Regions from separate parts of the Oryzias latipes genome. Here region 2 is linked to region 1. The links are chromatin contacts, called in public Hi-C maps. All regions are on one chromosome and are shown on one strand. The core of a region is the stretch at or near the end of the contact, and the rest is flanking DNA. Distances in the headings are between cores, read along the strand shown. Region 1 overlaps ythdf2 (YTH domain-containing family protein 2). Region 2 overlaps LOC101163534 (peptide methionine sulfoxide reductase MsrA 1).

Region 1 (4,870 bases), core at 1,907-4,406:
AAACGGATGCATTTGATCTAAAAAAAAAAAACCAACAACTACACTATAGCAGTAATGCATCGAGAAAAAAATAGAGATTTTAATGCTTGCAAGGTTTCTAGAGTGCATCTTAACAACAAAAAAGCCCAAATCCCTGCATGATTTTTCTGCTTTGTGGCAAAGTTTTCCTTTATTTGCTAAATTTTGCATGTTATAATTTATAACAAGGGGGATTGTTGTTATTTACAGCCTGTTTTTAGTCTGTATGGCCAGAGTTGCATGCGCAGACTGCACAGAGAGCGAAAACAGTAAAGAGATGGAGAGTAGGAGGGAGGGTTGGGGGGGGGGGGGTAACGACACAGCTTTAACAACTGTAATGAAGAACTGCTTGGTCTGGTTAAAGCGTACCAAGGTCCTAAACAGAAAAAGTGAGCCAGTGCTCTGATGATGGGCCACTGCTGTGCATCGAAGTGTGTCTTCATAAATATCTAGTCGTCATCCTTTGTTTTGCTCTGAGGGGAAGATGGTCTGCAGGAATGGTAGCAATCAGGTAGCTGGGGTGCTGCTCTCTTTATGGTGCAACAAAGGTAGCATTGCACGCTTTTTTTTGTTTCTCTGTGCTTTTGCTTGTCTCTGTTCTTTTTGTAATAACATGGTGTGGTATGTTTACTCACAGAAAATCTAAAAGAAAGGTGTATTCTGCTTTGATTAATCCTTTTATTTCTTACATTCTGTTGCTGCAAAACCGTTCATTCACCTCTACTATCACATGCATGCATAATGTCAGTTTCTTTACAGGAATGACAATCCCACTGGCTTGTATGATGTGTGTGTGTTTTTTTAATTTTTTAAATCCCTGAACTGTTAAGGTAAATTGCATGTGAGTTTGGGATTAGCATGCAGTGGACTTTGATGTGTGGAAGAACCGCATAGCTGCCTCCGACACTGCAAGGATGACAGGTGAGGACAGAGGAATGAGAAAGTCAAACCGGGGATGCAGATAGAAAATATCTCAATTAAAAACAGGAAGCTTCAACAATTTTTTGTTTTAGCAAATGTGGGAAATTCTTGGAGAGAAAAAATAAATTAAAGTGTGCAGGAAACGTGAAAAAATATTAGGTGAGGCAAGAACCTTTCAGAACTTTGGGTTTGAGCTCTTTGTGTTCACAGTGGACCTTGATTTAATTTCAATACAATTAAGGCACGCGGTGAATGCCAAGAGAGAAACCACAGTCTTCGCTCACTTCATAGCAGTAAAGCTACAGAACTGCATGGAAGGACAATCTTATGACGTTGGGAGGAGATGCGGAAGATGAACCTTGACAAATGTACAGATCAGCTCATTTCCAATACATCTAGGTGTAAATGGAACATAGAAATTAGGATGTCATGATCACCAGGCGCCAGTCTGTCCATATACTGGCTTCCTTTAATGTTGGAACAAACAGAACCGCGGGCAGTCTATGAGTGTGGCTCCTGCGGCCAAATGGACAGAGGGATCACACCAGGGGGATTTGCCATGTGGTGACAGAGGGCCACTTTAAAGGTCTGTGTGTTTACGCTTGAGAGTACACTTGCCATATCTGAGAGGGAGCTGAAAAATAAGCTGAAAATGCTTTAAGGGTAGGATGGGCTTCTGAAGAGTTTGATTTCACTTCTATCCATCCTGAAAGCTGGTGAATCCTCCTCAAGCTTGTAGATTTTTGTATTTCTGATGAAGATATTTCTGTAACCATCAATATTCTATGGTTAAAAGTCACATTTTCTTCCTTTTTATATTTTTACTTTAACCGCTTTATTTCTGTTCTGCAAAACATTTCAATAAAGAAATAATGTCCAGACCTGGATTTCTACTTGTTTTTCCTTTCTAAATCAAAAAAGGGGTTTCATCAAATAATTTAAATAACAAGCATTAGTTCTACTTCCATAATCACAGCGCTGCATCAAATAATTCAAGCGTAAATTCCTGCAGGCAATGGAGATCTGAGCTGACCTACATAAAAAATGTTAGAGGGGGGAGAAAGAATTTTTAGAAAGTATTTTTTAAATCTCTTTCACATTCATATAAGCCACATCATAACATTTTTTATGCATTTCTGAGGCTAATAATACACATAACAAACAAAAACAGCAATTAAACTTCAATGTATCCACAAAATTGCATATTTTGAGGGGGGCTAGAATTAACATAATATCAATTGCAGGTCCTCTTTTAGGCTGCCCTCCTCACATATTCAGAGCAGGGAGTGTGCCACATGTGTTGAGGTCATCAACTGTTTTTGGGCCACCTTTGCCCCTGTCTACACATTATGCACTTTCAAAATGCTTGATACAATTTGCAAGACCATGCAGGAAGAATGAGGGGGTAACCCTCCAGTGCAGGACCTCCTGGTGATGGAGAGCAGGTGACCGTCCAACCCCCTCCCCCAGTAAGATATTAACATTTATCATCAAGTCATAATCATGCATGGAAACAATCATTTTTAGCTGTTATTTTCATTTCAGTTTTGAGGTTATTTTACGTATTTGCTTTTCAAAATATGTTTTTAATTAATATTTTTAAATGCTCAAGTAAACCAGAACTATAAAAGCCATTATTCATGTGCAGTGCAGATATATTATTTTTTTCTTCAGTTTGATAGAGTAGGGGGGGGGGCTTTTGAAACAAAATGCACATAAATAAATCTAATTTAGTCATGTAAATAGAGGTCGGTTTGGCGACATGGTGAAGCGTCACTAATGGAAGAAAGAGATGGATGCCTTATGATAATGAGAGCAAAATAAAGCATGACCTTGCAGTGTAATATGAACTGAAAATGCTGAACAAATTTTTTTTATTAATTAAAAATAGTTGATTTTGAATGAGTGTGAAAATATTGAAAATACTTTTAACTCTGAAAGTGTTGAATTGAGCATTAAAATGTGGACAAATTGATAAAACGCAGTACCAGCAGTCACCACTATATATATATTTTTTTTAAATTTAATTTAACTGTGGATGGGGCTGAGCCTCCTCACTTTTCCTTTCTTCTCCTCCTCCTCTGTCCCCGCGGCGGCGTGGTACCCCCCCCCCCCCCCCCCCTCCCGTGCGCGCGCGCTCCCCCGCTTCACGGCCGCTCATTTGCATCCCCATGAGGAGCTGAAAGTGTCCCCCGGGACACGCAGACAAGGGTCACAGGAGATCCCCTTGAGGCGACGTGAGCCATGCACCCCCGACACGTGCCGTGGACCTCCCTCCCAACACGCTCCAGTCCCACAAGAGGGTCACAGTTACCTATAACTCAGCTAGATTTCTACATTTTTCTTCTTTTTTTTTCTGCGCAAAAAATATGAATAAAAGTTGCAATCGATTAATAACCCCAAAAAACTTGAATTGTATATGGTATAAGTATATATCTATTTTAAGTATTTATATATCAATTGACTGTCGAGGTAGAGCGCATTTAAACATTGTGCGGTTATTAGTCGATTGCATCATTTTTGTAATTTAATGCTTAGATATTTTTGCGTGTAAATCTGGAACCTAGATATATAGCAAGAACTCTCGAATTTAACAAACATTTTATCTGTAAAATAATACAAGATTTAACGATTTAGAGTGCAAAAAGAGATACACTTGTGAATACAGCTGCACGCTTTTGAACAAAAAACGTAGAAGGACCTTTGGCGCCCTCTAGTGTCTGCATTTGGAAATAGTTTGATAAGACAGGAAAAGGATTTTTTTTTTAAACGGAGGATTGTTGTCAACTTCAAAGACTTTTTTAAATAGTTGTCAAAACTGAACAATAAATGCTAGATATTAGACCCTTGTCCATACATATTTAAAGTCCCACTCCAATTACCCTTTGATCTATAAAAGTGGTCTTTTAATTCTGATTCTGCTGTTTTTAGGCAAAAACATGTAATTTCTAGGGACATACTTTCCCATCATCTCCTTGCCTATATGCTCTTCTGTCAGCTTACAGACACCTCCAACCTAACATTACAGTTGCAACAAAATTGGAGAAATCAAGCTGCACAGTTTTGAGCCAGCTCAGACGAAGAATACGAAGAACCTACATGGATGGATCTGCAAATAGATGCATCAGAATAGAGCGGAGCAGGGAGCTTGTGACCTGCCGATTGTACAGCACCACTACAAGCTTTATCAAATGGGTTGGGGGTTTTTTTTGGCTGTTCCTGAGTCACAGCAATTTGAGTAAAGAAATGGTCAGAAATGCAATTTCTTTATACATGTTCATAAGAAAAATGTTACAAGACCTTGTTGAAAACCATTTTTATTGGAGTGGGACTTCAATGCATGTTAGGTAAAAGCTCTGAAAATGTTGGAACATCACCCCCACTAAAGAACCATCAAGAACAAGAGGAACTCAAGGTTTTTTGTGGAGCATCTTTATTATGCCACACATAAAAGCCAGTAGTTCTGAGAGAGGGCCTTCAATGTCTTTATTCCTCTTACCAACAATGACATTCCCAAACCAAAAATTGTGATGCGTCATGACAGGAATAAAACGTTGAAAGGATGGAGAAGAAGAACAGTGGAAAGACGACGGGAACCAAAGTGTTAAAAATGGTCAAAGTGTAGACGGTGCGGCTTCAGGCTGAAGGAGGCAAAAAGCAATCAACGAGAAAACAAATGCACAGACACACCGCATGACAAAAACCACTTTCCACAGTCAAACAAGGGGAATGCACACAGTTCTGCTGAATATACCACATTTATTACTTTTGAACTGATTAATAGAAAGGAGTGGAGGCAAGGCCAGTCACATCAGTCTTCAGAAAGTGAGGGGGGGGGGGGATAAAAGAAAGCAGCCCATAGCAACAATGAATCAATTTGCTCAAGACAAAAAAAAAATATGTTAACCAAGTTCAAGAATGAATAGAAAGA
Region 2 (4,660 bases), core at 1,980-4,479, 59 kb before region 1:
AAACTTACTTTATAAGATCATGTTTCTTGCAAGACAGAAAATAAGACAATTTCTTTGAAACAAGAGCATTTTTACTTTCTTAGAATTCAGTTTTTGCAGTGCATTTGTACATTTGTCACTTCATTTCTAACAGTCAAGATTCTGCTTCCATCCTCAGTTTTCTCCCATTACTTCTCCAAACCTCCATCAGATCTAATAAAACTCTTGTTTGTATTACTTTTTAGCACATCGGTTGTGAACTTCCCAAATCAAACACAGAAAGGGGTTTCTGCTCCTTAACTAGACAGCGGGGTGATTGAGTGACACAAGAAGCGAGTTCCTTTTTATGGAGCAGCACACCTCTGCAGCTCTCTCTGTGGGACAAAGCATCAAAGACGGCTCAGACTCTTTGAGAGCTCCTTATGACATTTTCACACTTATCCTTTTCTAAGCACCATGAGAGAAGGCTTCAAACAAGCCGATGCAACACACACTCCTTCAAGCAGGCGCACTTTACACCTCTGACAGATAGATCCCATGTCTGCCTGCTGTGCTGAGTGGTTTCCTCTCATCTAATAATACAAGCGCTCAGTACTTTTCTAGATCAGTTCTCTTGGAGCTGAAAAGGAAGAAAATAAAATGTTGGTGCATGCTGCGATCGGGGACAACAAGTGGCTTACATGTAGCGGTCTGCAGCCTTCTCCTTAACGGCCTGCAGAGCGCAGGAGTTCGCTTGGTGGGAGCTCATGAGCACATGAAAAGGAGGTGGATGCATTCGCTCTGGGCTCAAGCTGCTTCTGGATGTGCCCGCTCTCCCCAGAATGAATTTAAGAGGTAATTATTAATAATGTTCTTTATAAAATGGGGGAAACTGCCTGGCTTGCTCTCTGAAATGGAGTCTCCCTAGAATTTGCACAAAGAGACATACAGTAACTCGGTTCCTGGTTGGAAAAAATGTTAGACGTGGAAGTTTGCAAAAGACTAGTGCAAGATATTCTGAAGTTATCTTTTCTGTTAAAGTTTTACATCAGAAAATATAAAAAATATGGTGTTATTTCCTACAGAAATATTCGGTTTTGTTTATTCGTTAAGCAATGTTTTTTTTTTTAAAAGCGAAAAAAAGGTCACTTGTTCCAAGTACCTCATCAGCAAGATTGTTTTAATCATAAAAAACACTGCACAGACATCCCCCCCAAAAATAAGACTAAAATTCTTAAAAATTCAAAACGTTTCCTTTAAAACACCCAAAACTCTGCAAATGGGGTAAAAAAAAAAAGGAATAGGCCAATTTTTCTTGAGAGTATTTTTACTTTACTACGGTTCATTTTTTGCAGTGAAGCCACAGAAGTGGTAAATGTTTCAAGGATGATTCTCAGCCATGTCATGCTACAAGTTGATGGTCCAGAGGATCTAGTTCTCAGAGATCCCAGTTGCTGCTTTTATCCTTTGACCTTCTGGAGGATCTCAAATCAAACTCTTTGATGCAATGGCAAAACCTCTAGTGTATTCTTCAGATAATATCCTGGATAGCCCACAACAATATCCTCTGGCTGTACCAAATGTCAACAGGGGGTGTTTTTAAGACATCACCTGATATCTAACAGAGCCAACCTTGTGCTTGTTGCCTCTGCGCCTCGGTTCTGCAAGCTCCTTTTTGTCTTGTTCCTCATTGCACAGTATGCATCGATTTTTGCAATCCCTTCCTAAAAGGGCTTCATCATTTAGTGTATCTTGATTAAAACCTTTTAATATTAGCTGCTTGAGATGTGCAAGTTGTTAAGAACTTTGTCCCATTAAGACATTTTTCTTTTTTTTCATTTCAGATGCATCAGGCTGCATGGAGATGTGCTGGTTCGGAAAATCTTTGTTTGGTGTTTAGAGTTTTTTTTGGGGGGGTGGGGGAGACAACGGCATAGTTCAACATGTTAAATTGAAAGTATTAAAAACAAAAAGCGGCGAATTTTCAACAATACACTACAACTTTCTTAAAGCAAAGTTGTAAAAAAGTTTGTGAGCAATGACATTTAATGCAGTTTTTTTTTAAAAATCAATGTCTTTCTACTTTTAACTGGAGCAATTTGCGCTTCGTCAAAGAGATGAAACACAATTATGGTCTTAAAGATTTAAAAAGAGGGTAGAAACAAAAAAAACTTTTGCATCTTTTGTTCTGCATTGGACGCAGTAAATGGTAAATGGCGTATACTTATATAGCGCTTTCTACCCTCTTTCGAAGGCCCAAAGCGCTTTACAGTAACAGTCCCATTCACCCATGCACACACACATTCACACACACATTCACACACTGGCGGCGGCTCCGCTGCCGAACACTGGCGCCGGCCTCCCACCAGAGGCAAGGTGGGGTTCAGTGTCTTGCCCAAGGACACTGCGACACATGGGCATGCAAGGCGGGCATCGAACCTCCAATCTTACGATCATGGGTCGACCGCCCTACCGCTGCACCACGGCCACCCCAAGGCGGCAGTGGTTAGCACTGTCGCCTGACAGCGAGAAGGTTCTGGTTTGAAACCCTTTCATGTGGAATCCGTGTGTTCTCCTATGGCTTTTTTCCTCCCAAAATCCAAAAACATAGACGCCTATGGACAATTTAGGGATGGGTGTGTGGCCGTGCGGCAGACTGGTGACCTGCTTCAGGGTATACCCCGCCTTCTCCCAACAGTAGCTGAGTTAGCTTCAGCGGTCCAGTGACCCCATAAGGGATGCAGAAGGTTCTGAAAAGGGATAAAAATGACTGCTGTGCTTTGAAAGTCAGAGCATGTAGTGAGAGCATTCTTCCATGTGGTGGCAGTGTGGTACCACCTGAGTGTGCATGAGCAGGAGTTGATGCAGTAGTCAGTAAATCAAAGCTGCAGGCCCCACAGAGAGGCTGAGGCAGCAGCTGACCTCTAACTCCTCAGTGGCTGTGCTTCAACGTAAAGGCTACAGTCTCCCTGCAGGAGGGAACCAAGTACAAGAACCTGACGACACTCGGACGCAGCAGCCTCTGAGCAAAAACACATGCTTAGCATTCAAATGCAAACCATTTACAGACTGCCAAAGACAAAAAAAAAAAATACAATTATTCTTTTTTCCTGCCTGCAACCCACCGGCTCAGTGGTGAGCCAGCCAACACAAGCACGGAGCTTTGTACATCATGGCCTAATTAATCAGTCATCACCAACAAACCACAGCAGAGGAGAGCCCTCCAGGGCACGGGACGCGGGGAGTGAAGAGAGCACATCCAAGGAAAGGTCTAAGTAAACACACACCTCCGCCCTGACACCCCCACACCGATCTCTCGCTCTTCATCCAGCCCTCTACGGCAGTCACAACACGGCAGCCATTTTAGATCTATAAATCAGAATGCATGCCGTTATGCCACTGTGTATAACCTTATTTGGCTTTGCTCGCTCTTTCGCTGCAGCAGCGCACGAGTGAAGGGACGAGTATGGATGGGGAAAATGGAGGGGGATAAAGGGAAACTATATATTTTCACGTAAAGGATGTTAATTTCACTGATGAGGAAGCGCTGGAAACAAATGTTGGAGCATTTTTGTGGATGAATGTGGAAGAACGCAGACAAAACCAGAGCGTTTCACTTCAGCTCTGACAGAAATTAGGACTTGTGTCCTAATTTTCGACACATGGCTCATCTCCCCTCAGGGTTAGGTGGTCAGGAGTGGGAAGAGCCAACGACTTCTGAAATGTTAATTTACATTTGAAGCAGTATGACGAGTTCTCCTATTCGAGCAAAATATGTCTGAAAGTGTGTGTCCAGCGCCGAGCTCACTCAGCCCAATCAGCCCTTCCCTTCTTCACGCCTGTCGGAAAGACTCCCATGTCAAAGACATGGCTGAATGCGTGCATCTCTCTCCTCCTCCTCCTCCTCCTCCTCCTTCCATTCCCTGATGCTGATTCTCTTGCCTTTTTCTCTCCCATGTGAGCATAGGCCACCGCTTCCCGATACCCAAGTCTTCCTTGTTTGCCAGCCAAGCGAGAGAGTCTCTTTGCGCCATTGCCAGAGAGGCGACCCCGGGACACAAATAAGACGTGACACCCCAAGAGGGGCAGGGGCGGAGGAGGAAGACGGTGTACTCTTTCCTCCTCACTTCCTTAACCCACAGCCGTGTCGCCTTCCCTCAGAGGGCCTACGGCTGCGAAGGGTTGGGGAATAGACGTGCTCTGACACAGAGTTTGTAACACCCGATGACTCATGGCCAAGACATTTGCAAAAGAACGTGACCTCAATTTGCCGGTTTATGTAATTACACCCAAGTTTATAATTGTTTTTTTTTGGCTTTTATCTTTATCTTGATCTCGTCTAATCTTTATAGGCATTCTGTAATTAACTACATTAAGGCCACGTCGTTTGGTAAAACAATTTCAGTGTTTATGGCTAAAAGAGGGCGCGCTGGGATCCTTACTGAAGCGTAACTGCAATGCCTCAATGCAAGACTTAAAGCAGCATGCAGTAATTTCATAGCTGATTCCACTTTCTAAAGCAACACCACTGCAGTGTTTCACATCATCATTAGTGATGACTTACTGCATGAGCAGCCTTTAATGTTGTCTCACTTGTAATTAAGATTTTAGATACTTTGCATTATGTTACGTGCCGTAATATCGCATTAAGCTGCTTGGATATACATGATATATATGATAAAGAAGTAAAAACTCAGCTTTT

The links. Hi-C and Micro-C count contacts between places; a contact is called where the count stands out from the background.
Region 2: a contact with region 1 is called in a Hi-C map of embryo, with 5 times the contacts expected there. The contact joins two enhancer-like sites. A contact is called at or near these places in 5 of 5 Hi-C or Micro-C datasets (embryo, fibroblasts and gastrula embryo).

What each region holds. Positions count from the first base shown.
Region 1 is chr22:9,184,522-9,189,391 of ASM223467v1, reverse strand. ythdf2 (YTH domain-containing family protein 2) reads right to left here. Exons shown (of 6, transcript XM_023951314.1): 6 at 4,356-4,870. Among protein-coding and RNA genes, the nearest start is that of ythdf2, 10 kb to the right of the region's middle. Within about 2 kb of position 3,156, at least 5 of the 8 cell types and tissues checked have an H3K27ac peak or open chromatin away from gene starts, as enhancers often do. A contact at or near this core is called in embryo, where this site is marked.
Region 2 is chr22:9,243,635-9,248,294 of ASM223467v1, reverse strand. The region is part of intron 5 of LOC101163534 (peptide methionine sulfoxide reductase MsrA 1); the gene reads right to left. Among protein-coding and RNA genes, the nearest start is that of LOC110017498, 6.2 kb to the right of the region's middle. Within about 2 kb of position 3,229, at least 4 of the 8 cell types and tissues checked have an H3K27ac peak or open chromatin away from gene starts, as enhancers often do. A contact at or near this core is called in embryo, where this site is marked.